Linked DNA regions of Gossypium hirsutum: region 1 is linked to region 2. Evidence: chromatin contacts called from public Hi-C data. All regions are on one chromosome and are shown on one strand. Each heading gives the region's core, a stretch centred on a gene start, on an enhancer-like site or on the middle of the called end of the contact. The rest is flanking DNA. Distances are from core to core; before and after follow the strand shown.

What was found. A called contact is a pair of places that touch in the nucleus more often than the background predicts.
Region 1: a contact with region 2 is called in a Hi-C map of leaf, with 2.5 times the contacts expected there. The contact joins two enhancer-like sites. A contact is called at or near these places in 6 of 34 Hi-C or Micro-C datasets (anther, hypocotyl, leaf and 2 more).

The regions. Positions count from the first base shown.
Region 1 is chrD06:10,854,080-10,859,235 of Gossypium_hirsutum_v2.1, reverse strand. No RefSeq gene overlaps it. Among protein-coding and RNA genes, the nearest start is that of LOC107901235, 31 kb to the left of the region's middle. Within about 2 kb of position 3,460, at least 9 of the 9 cell types and tissues checked have an H3K27ac peak or open chromatin away from gene starts, as enhancers often do. A contact at or near this core is called in leaf, where this site is marked.
Region 2 is chrD06:10,758,135-10,763,281 of Gossypium_hirsutum_v2.1, reverse strand. No RefSeq gene overlaps it. Among protein-coding and RNA genes, the nearest start is that of LOC107901233, 31 kb to the left of the region's middle. Within about 2 kb of position 2,826, at least 1 of the 9 cell types and tissues checked has an H3K27ac peak or open chromatin away from gene starts, as enhancers often do. A contact at or near this core is called in leaf, where this site is marked.

The sequences.
Region 1 (5,156 bases), core at 2,211-4,710, 95 kb before region 2:
TTTACTGTCAGTGTAACAGCCCGTTTTCTAGTGGTGTCAAAAACTGTGGTTTTGGGACAACAATTTCGACGTGTTAGACCGTAAATATTAATTATTTAATATTTATGAGATTATCTAAGTGTCATATTAAATTTTGGTTTAGTAATTTTAATGTTTGATAAGTTAATTAAAGAAAAAGGATTAAATTGTAAAAGTTGGAAAAAAGATTGTTATTAATTTCTTTTATTTAAATGGCCTAATTAATTATGGTTGAAGGACTTATATTACAAATGAGCCAAAATTTAATATAGTGGTCAGTTGATGCAATAATGGTTGTCAATTTTATAAGTTAAAGGTTATTACAATAATAATATTTAAAAGTAAAAAAAGAAAATAATAATAGGAAAAGATGATGGTTTCTTCTTCATTTTGACTTGGTTCTTCACCGAAACCCTATTTTTGATAGTTAGAAGCTTCGGTCACTTATACCTATTGCATGTAAATGATATCTTGATGTTTTCTTCATGAATTTCATGTTTTTGTGTTAGTTGAGTTGAAATCTGACTTGTTTAGGAGTTAATTTGTAAGATTAGATAAGTTTAGAAAGTATACTCTAATGTTTTTGAAGCCTTTTACTTGAAAGAATTTTGTTTAGGTGCTTGAAGTCGATTTTGTGTTATTTTATAGAGTAGTTTGGTATAAATTTGGAAATTAGGGATTTAATTAAGTAATTTGTAATATGAGAAGGATTTAATTATAAAGTTAACGATATTTGAGTTGTATATTAAGGGTTAAGTGTTTGGAAATATGTGGTTTATGTATTAATTGTGGATTTTACTTGTTTAATATTAGGGATTAAATTGTATGGAATGTAAATGTTTGGGGCAAATGTGTAAATATTGTAATTAAGAAATTATATGTATTAAATTGAATGGAATATGGAATTGAGGCTAATAATTGAAATAAATTATATTATATAGTAAGATCAAGTTGATAATCGGGGTAAAGGGAAGGTTGTTGATTAGCCCCTGAACTTTCGTTGTTTTTGCAGTTTGGCCCTGGTAAGTTCGTACGGTTAAATTTTAGTATAATTTAAATATTAAATTGCTTTTGGATTGAAAATTATTAATTGACTTGAAAATATTGAATTGTGGTATGTGAATTGATTTGGGAAAGAAATTGTATTGAATGTTGTTAAATAATAAATATGTGACTTGATGAACATAGGATAGGATATGATTAGCATGCCAATAGGTTATATCGCACGCTGTATGGGATTGGTTGATGTTGAGATGATGATTATGAATTCATTCATGTTTACTAAATATACCGAAGTTCAACATGTGTTGCGAACTATCGCGTTATAGTACAGTGTTTCAGGGGCGGATGTAAATCCTATGGGCTTGACACTTGGTGCCCAGGTGTGTTCTTGGTTGGTTAGCTCATTTGAGCAATTTGGTGTGTTTGGTTGGTTAATCGTGTATCTGAATCCATTACAACATTCATCAGGTATAGTTAATGATATAATATATTTGATTGAATTAATTCACTCGTATACAAGTTTATGACTCACCTGTGATTTGATTATGAATGGCAGGACTATGATTTATGACATTTCTGTATTATGTATTGATTAAGTTTATTCGGTAAGTTAATTGTTTAATCCGTGGAACTTAGTAAGCTTAAGTAAGCTTACTTGTGCTCTTTTTATTGCTTTCTTGTAGATTTATTTTCGAGGCTTCGGGCGATTGGATCGACTTTAATATTCACACTATCTGAAAATTTATCGGTAGTTTTTGAATGCTCATATTAGGTTATATGGCATGTAATAGGTTAAATGAATTTATGAGGTTATTTTGTGAAGTTATTAAACTTGAATGATGCTCGTCTTTAGATATATTTTGGTACATGTGAATATGTTGTTGGTTTGGTATATATTTATGTTTGGTATATTTGGTATAAGTTTAATGCAAGTGTGTGAATATGGCAATTTGACTTATAGATTGAAAGGGGTGGTATTTTGGTACGAATCGATAATAAAGAAGTTTGAGTACTTTAAATGCAATTATTCTAGTTTAAAATGTTATTTTAGCTTGGATATTGAATTGTGGTGTCAATGAAGACACATTGGTTAGTCTTTTAGATGTTTGAATAGGTTATTTTATTTATCTATTGTAAGATAGGTGAATTTTGGCATGAGTTGAACTTTTAAATATGAGGTTTTACTATTCTAGAAATAAGTATCGATACTTTTGGCATTTGGTATCGATACTTGACCATATGAACAGTTTTTGAACAAACAAACTGCTAAAATGGTATCGATTTTTATTAGAGTATCGACACTTTTTTCATAATATATCGATACCATAAAATAAATATCGATACCATTATTTTGCAAAGAAAATAGTATTCGATTTTGGTATCGATAATCGATACCAACTACTGATTTTCGTTTTTAACTTTAAACTTTAAATTTCTTTGAAGTAAGTCCTATTCCGAGCTTGAATTTTATCATTAAGTAATTTTAGAAAATTTTTTATTTAAAATTTAATATGTTTGTTTATGCAGAATATCAATTACTTTTAAATATGTATTGTTTAATAATGTGATTCTTAATTGTTGAATGTTAATATAGCATCTCTTTACTTGGATCCAGTGACCGAGACGGGTAAGGGGTGTTAAACTCGGGCTATGTCCTAGCTTCTTGTACTCACACCTTTTTCCCCACTTACTTTTCTTAAAATCCCTTGCTTGAACTAATCCTGTAGTAGTTCAACCATATTGTTAACAAATTCGGTCAATGGGACTTTAGAGGAAGAGACTTTGAAAGGCCTTCTTTTTTCCCTAATTATTTTTTGAGCTCCTGCCCTTTAATGCTTCCATTTCCTTTCCCCCTGTTGATGCGCAAGTTAGAAGCAACCACTCGACGCCCCACTTCTTTGGGCTTGGGCACACATCCCTCTCACCTTCGGGGTTAACGTTCTCTTTGAAATGAATGGATGAATGTTTGGTCGAATCTAAAACCTCGTCCGTTGGGATCACCGTGACCTCCACCAAACCTCCGGCATTGGGCTGTTGACTAAATTTGGGGGCGAGAATCGCGGGATGAGTCGTGCTGCGCCTTTCCTTCAAGGCTTCCTCCTATTGCACCATGAAGGCCCTTGTATCTGTTAAGACGTTCGTCACTGGAGTTTCTCCTACGTGCAAAGTCATCAGAGCAGTCGAATCCCGAGTCCCCCCTGAATTGTCGCCGCTAACTAGGTTAGAGTTCCCCTTTCCGTAAACCCTAAAGACTGATTGCGACGAACCAAAACTTACTTGGCTATTGTTTGCTATTCGGGACCCAATTTGTTCTCCACATTGTGCGATGGGCCTTTTATTTTTGGCCTGTTACTGTTGACCCAAACCTAGTTTATTCTTAGCCCCCCCACCAGGCTGTTGCTGGCTTTGGCCTAAACAAGCTAGGCCTACTGCTATGCTAACCCCTTCACCCAAAGACTCCACTCCCTTTTGGCCCAAGAGAACCTCCGGATCTGGCCTAATCTCCTCATATCCTGTTTCACTATTTCAGGTTTCGAAAGGCTGAAATCTTGTGTTGCCCTGCGCCTTCTCCCTGGTCTTGCCGCCGCTGACCCTTCCTCCTTTTGTCCAATGGTGATTCCTTTTTCAACGAGAATCCATGGGCCATAAACGCTTGCCAAGGGTCTACCATTATCTAGTACAGGCTCCTTCCTTGTACTCCCATCCTCCATCGCGACCTCCCCTCCTACCTTGATCTGTTCGTTCTTTGATTTGGGGAAAATATCTTGTGTATGCCTGTAGTGCCCACAAGAAAAGCACACCATGGGAAGGTATTCATATTCAATTCATTGCAATACCTCATTGATTAAGACCTGAGAAACTAACGCCCTTCCAAGGTTGACATAAACCGCCATACGTACGAACTTCCCTCAAACACCATTGTCTGTGTTAAAATCTAGTTTTGCAACCCTACCTATCATTCCCCCTATTTGCCATAGGATCTTCTTTTTGTACATATGTCCCAACAGGCCGGGGAGACGAATCCATGCCATAACCACATTCCGGTAGGGTTGCGAGGGGTTGAAATCCATACCTTATGGTTGCATTGTAAGATATTGGCCATAAACAATCCATGGCCCCAAGCATAAAACCTTCTCAAAATGCTTAGGGTTTTGAAATTTAGCCAAAAATTTGCCATTCTCAATGTACATTAATCGAAATGTTTCGGATGGCAGCCATAACGTACAAATTTTCTTTTGCAATGCCGCATAGCCAATATTCCGTCCTAGAAGCTTGATTACCACCGTATGCTCCATATCTTTAATAAGTATTTGGTTTATCCGTTCAGAGAAATATATTGCCGGAATGCCATTAATCGAAGACCTCACAATATCCTTTTCAAGTAGATCAAAATATTCAACATCCTCAATCTTTCTGTTATTGTTACTTCCCTATCGGCTCGAAGACCTGTCCCAATAAGGCAATCCTTCTAAGATCGAGGCCTCCCTGGGGACAACACCACTTCCATGACAACATTCGCCACCCTTACTGGATTGCTAGAATTTCTAGAATTTGTCAATTGCCTATCACCACCTCTGCCTTCTCTATTCTCTCGTTCAATAGATTCCATTCAAAAACTTCCTTCCTAACTAATGATATTTTAAATACATAAAAATTTTAGGAAAAAAATAGTATATTTTATATATTTGGTTTAAATATGTTCAAAGCCTCTATACTTTTTCAAAATTTAAAATTTAATCCATAATCTTTAACTTTTAAATATTGAATCGTTGTATTTTTCTGGATTTGAAAATATTTATCCAGCCACTAATTCTATTTATTTTTCAGTTGAGTTAGAATTTATAAATATTTTCAAACAAAAAAATTCCCTGGTGGAACATATTTACTATTTATTTAAACCTTTTAAAATAAATGGACTTTTTAAGGGGGAAAAAGCTCCCTTTTAAAAATTCTTTAAAAATTTGTTCTCTACAACCTCAATCCGTGTAATTTCTACTAAAACTCGAAGATATTAATAACTGAAGAAATCAAAAGTAAAGTAGAAATTTGAAATGGTCATGAAGAAGCTAAAGAAATAGAAGAATGTTGGTAAAATTAATTATGGTTCTTTAATAATTTTCTTTTCAGATTAGTTA
Region 2 (5,147 bases), core at 1,577-4,076:
CCACTCCAATCAGCTCCCTCAAGTAGAGGTCTTGAATAACACTTATGTTAGTAGAAAATTGGACAAAATAGTTCATTTTATCATTCAATTGTGACACAAAAATTAAATTGCGGTTTAATTTAGGAACGTAAAGAACATGTTTTAAGTGAATTTTGCTTGTCAATTCAACCATTCCTTCTTGGGTAGCCACCACTGTTTGGCCATTAAAAAGTCCTACGAAACACGCTCCAACTTCTCTAACATTCGTCAAACAAATAAGATCATTGGTAACATGACTTGAACACCTCGTATCAATAATCCAATTATTCTTGGACTTATCATTCAACTGATTGGTAGTGGATTGTGTATTACTGAACACCGCCAAAAGAGACTATCATTGCTCAATGGTAAAACTAGGAAGTGCCGCCTCCCTGACGATTGTGCTACCCCTGCTGTGTTCTGCGTTGGTGTTGGTGGCGATTGAAATGTAGAATCACCGCCAACCATTGAGAATAATGATTTTTTGTGTGTGTTAAACACCAAGCTCAGATACCATCATAAGAATAAGGTAATCCCTTTCAATATTATTGATAGGCCTCAAGAGTATACATAATATTTATACAGCAGTAGTTATGTAGAAATAGAAAAGTAGAAAGAGGAAAGATATATAATATATTCCTAAATATATGCCTAAAAGATATACAATAATATACAATATATTTAGATATTCCTAAAAGATAATATCTCATAATAATATCCTAACACATCTAGATCTAAGCTTGGAGTTCAAAACTTAAACTTCCAACAGGCCCAAATCTACTGTCCAATTTGAATTGAAATAAAATGATGGCTTCCTCGCAACCCAAGCTAGCTCTTCACTGTCCAAATTCGTTGCTTCACTTCAGCGTCTCTTGGAACATGGCCAGCAGCTTCTTTAGCCACAAAAATCTTTAAGTAAACCTTTCAATGTTTATATCAAGAATCACTTTATCTCTACTAGATTTCAAGAGAAAAAAAAAGTTGTTTGAGCTTGGCGTGTTTGGGCTAGATAAGGTCAAGGTATTAGAGGACCTGATACCCGCCAGTGAGGTCTGTTGAAGGCATGTAAGTGCTGGTGAAAAGGTATTTTTTTTTTCAATTTTGGTGATGTCGAAAAGAATAATGAAGCTCTTTCTGACGAGTAAAGATGTAACATTTGGGTTCAAAATGATGAAAGGCCCCAGTGTCATTATTAAAACTTGCAAACTTGGAGGTCATTCCATTTGTTCATCTTTTTTTCCTAAAGCTAGAAATGTCTTCCATTTCAAAACCTGAAAACCCTTCGTTTAGTACCTTTCTTTTGACAAAAACCAAAATTATTATATGAAGAAAATTAAAAATGTTAAGAGTGTATAACCAACAAAAAAGATGGAAACCAAAGTATCATCTCTACTTGTTTATTGAATAGACTCTAAGAATCAATTATCTCTCTTTCAATTGTTCAATATATGTAATTACTAAGCTAGGATTCAATGACATTAACTAGACTCTTCTAGTATCTAGCTATGTCAATCCCCTTTCCCCATTAACTATACTTCTATGCTAGGCAACTTGAGTAAAGTCATTAAGAACAAACTTATTGGGTTGACCAGAGCATTAGATATATTTATATCCTAGTCTCAAATTAACTTGTTTGTCAGTACTATTAAAGTTAATCCCAATCTATTCAGTCTAGATTGCAACCCTAACTTTCTCATCTAATACAAATCAAGGTTATCTAATTAATACAACTTGGTGATCAGACAATTAAGTTAAATAAGTACAAGACTAAATAAATAATTAACAATGATCAAAACAATTGAAGAAAAATAAATTAATTAACTAAAAAATAGGATCCATCATCGTTCCAAGAAAATAGAGTTTAGTTCATAATAAGTTGAGAAAACAACACAAAAAGATAGTCAAAACAAACTTGCATTGATAAAAAGTAAAAAGGAATAATCTAGAGAGAAAATAGTTAAAGAAATAATCTCATTTTCTTCTTGTCTTTGCAAGCTTGAAGTTTCTCTTGGTGTGAGAGTTTTTCTTTTGCCTCCAAGTGGTCTCCTTACTCTTTTCCTCCTTTTTCTTTCTTATAATTTGTCACCTCTATTTTTATGGTTTTTATCGTCCTACTCCACCGAACATAGAATTTGCGATGGACCAAACTGCTTGCTGTCAAAATTTTGGAATTGCAGAACATGCTCCATCACATGAATTAAACCCAATGGAGTGAAAGACATTTCTTAACCACTTTTTACTCTATGCTCTAAATATTTCATTCTTAATTCGACACTTACAATGGAGAAAAAAATAGCAAGTAAACTTGAATTAACTCTAAAAATAATAAAAATTGAACAAAATTATAATGAAATAGAATTAATCTGAAAAACTATAATATGTAATAAAGACTAACCTAAATGTTAAAATTAACTTTTAAAATACAATAAAAACTATACTAAAATAAGTTTAAATATGAGAATTATCAAATAAATAGAATAGTCTTTTATTGTTTCATTTACTTAAATTATAAGATAATTAGCTAGTGAATCGAGTCAATTAACTAAAGCCACCTGAACACATTCTTAGGGGTTTGGTCTTCAAAATACTTTCTAAAAGATTTATTTTCGTTGTAATTAATAGTTGACAATAATGCTGCAAACTTGCAATTATCGGTGAGTAAAGGAAACTATTTTGAGGTTTTGTTGAATATTTATTTTTTAAATGAATTTTTATATGTTATTCGCCATCATCATAGTTAAATAACAATAAAGTCGGTCCACTAAGGATAAATAGCCCATATGCGCAATGGGCTGGCCACTGAGGCCTTGAGGGACTGCCTCTCACAACGATGACCTATGATCTCTCCTGCACAAGAATACCAATGCTATCTTAAGCATTCTCCTCCATCATATTCGGGAGTTTCTAGAGTCTCTCCATTCATAATGGTCAAAGAAGCACAAAATGTACAAAGAATCTAATAAACCTGAAAATGCGGGAGAGCCAATTAACAAGATGTTAGATTTGGGCGCCAGCTCGATCAACATAGGGCAGAGAGAAAAGGTCTATAAAAGAACGTGAGATTCATAGAGTTGAATATGTGAACCCCTCTACCTTATTTCATGCTTTCCAATTTCAAGCATCAAAGGGTGCTCCAGTGATCAAACTCCGATACTCTTTTGACTTTTTTTCTATTCTATTGTTAACTTATTCAATCTATTTATAAGTGAGTAACCCAACTTACTACAAACGATATCAATAAATATATCCTTAAGAAAATATCTTAACTAAATTGCATTATTTGACATCTTCCTTTAAAGCATATGCTTTTTGTTTGGAAAAAGGAGAAAAAATAATCATATTTCAATTCTTAAAAAGTTGATCCAATTAAGTTACATAATAAAATGCAAAAGCAATAACTAGGACACAAATATTCTAAAAGGACAAAAGACAAAAATATTGCAGACAGAAAGAAAGAATGAATTCAAATATAACAACAATAATTTGGGGTCTGTTTGATTGGCAGTAAAATGTTTTCCGGAAAATGATTTCTGGAAAATATTTTGCTTTTTTGTAAAATGATTTACTGGAAAATATTTTCTGGTGTTTGATTGAATCTGTGTAAAATGTTTTCTGCTGTTTGACAGATTCCTTGAAAATATTTTCCGGAAAAGTTTTTTTTACATATATTAATATATATTAATAAATTTTTATATTTTAAATTGTTTTTACATATATTGCAATGATTTATTTATAATAATACTCAATTATTAAGCTACAATATTAATCGTTATAAATTGAAAAAAACTAATATCAAATAAATTATTTGTAATTGTGTTAAAAAAACAAGTATTGAATAATTATAAATTGCTTCGGAACCACAATGAGTACTATAAATAATATTATCCAAATACATAATTAGTAGTACACCACATAGTAACAACATTATCCAAGTGCATAATATTACACCACATAAAAGTATCAATATCTTCAACCCTGAGAAAATTTTTGAAGCCAAAATTTTCTATGCTTCTTACTTTTAACTAAAAAAGCTTTGGCCTCGGATTCATGACTCACTAGATAATCAAACACAGAACACAAGAAGCCATCATCAAATCCTTCTTCCTCCATCGACATCACTTGTTCGTAAAGCTGTGATGTCTTATCGGCAGTAAATTGTTCCAAAGCATTAGCAATTTTGCCAAGTTGTTCACCCACAAATTTAATTTGTTCATCAACGAGACTTTCTTGACGACTTTTTCTTTTACGTTTGGATGTGCCAGATGAAGATACATTTGTTCTTACCTTTTCAGTGTCTTCATTGTCATAGTCTACAGGCATTGAATCTTCATTACCATCACCTAAATCTATGTCGGCAAATGTTCTGGCAAAACTCCCTGTTGCCATATCTTTGCCAACAACCAAAGCCATTTCATCATAATGATCAATGCTTTTATTCAAAAATGGTTCATACTTCTTGTGTGCTTGTTGGATATTATACACAATTAGAATAACAAGTAAAAAACAATTGAAATATACTTAACATATATATACATATATTACCATCACTGCTGCATCATATGTCGCTCTATCACATGTGATCATTTTCAGGTTATCATCCCATCCAAAACCACTTTCACCTCGAATTTTGCATATAATCTGCCACTGGTTTTTTACCGTCCTCAAATGATTTTCCACATGCTTCATATCGAATTGGACTTGGAATCTTTCAGAAATGGCGTCGACAACTCGATTAATAGAAACTACTTTGAAAGTATTAGAAGGCTTATTTCCTTTTCGAGCCTCCTCTGCTAGAATTTCAAGGAAAACATGTTCCATCGGTTTTGTCCACCTGAATTGCTTGGAGGTCCCTTCTTTGTTGCCCTTACCCATTCTACATTAAATAATTGTCATTGTCAATAATTTCAATATCCAACAAGCTTAAAACATAATAATAAATTTAATATCCAATAAGGTTAAAACATAATCAATATCTAACAAATTCAAGACATATATCAAAATCCAACAATCTAAAATTTCAATATCATTATCGAACCAACATTTAACATTCAACGTTCCTTTTCACCCACCATTTGTGGTGCATTTATTGAAGTGGATTATGAAGATGATCAGATTTGAAGGAATAAAGA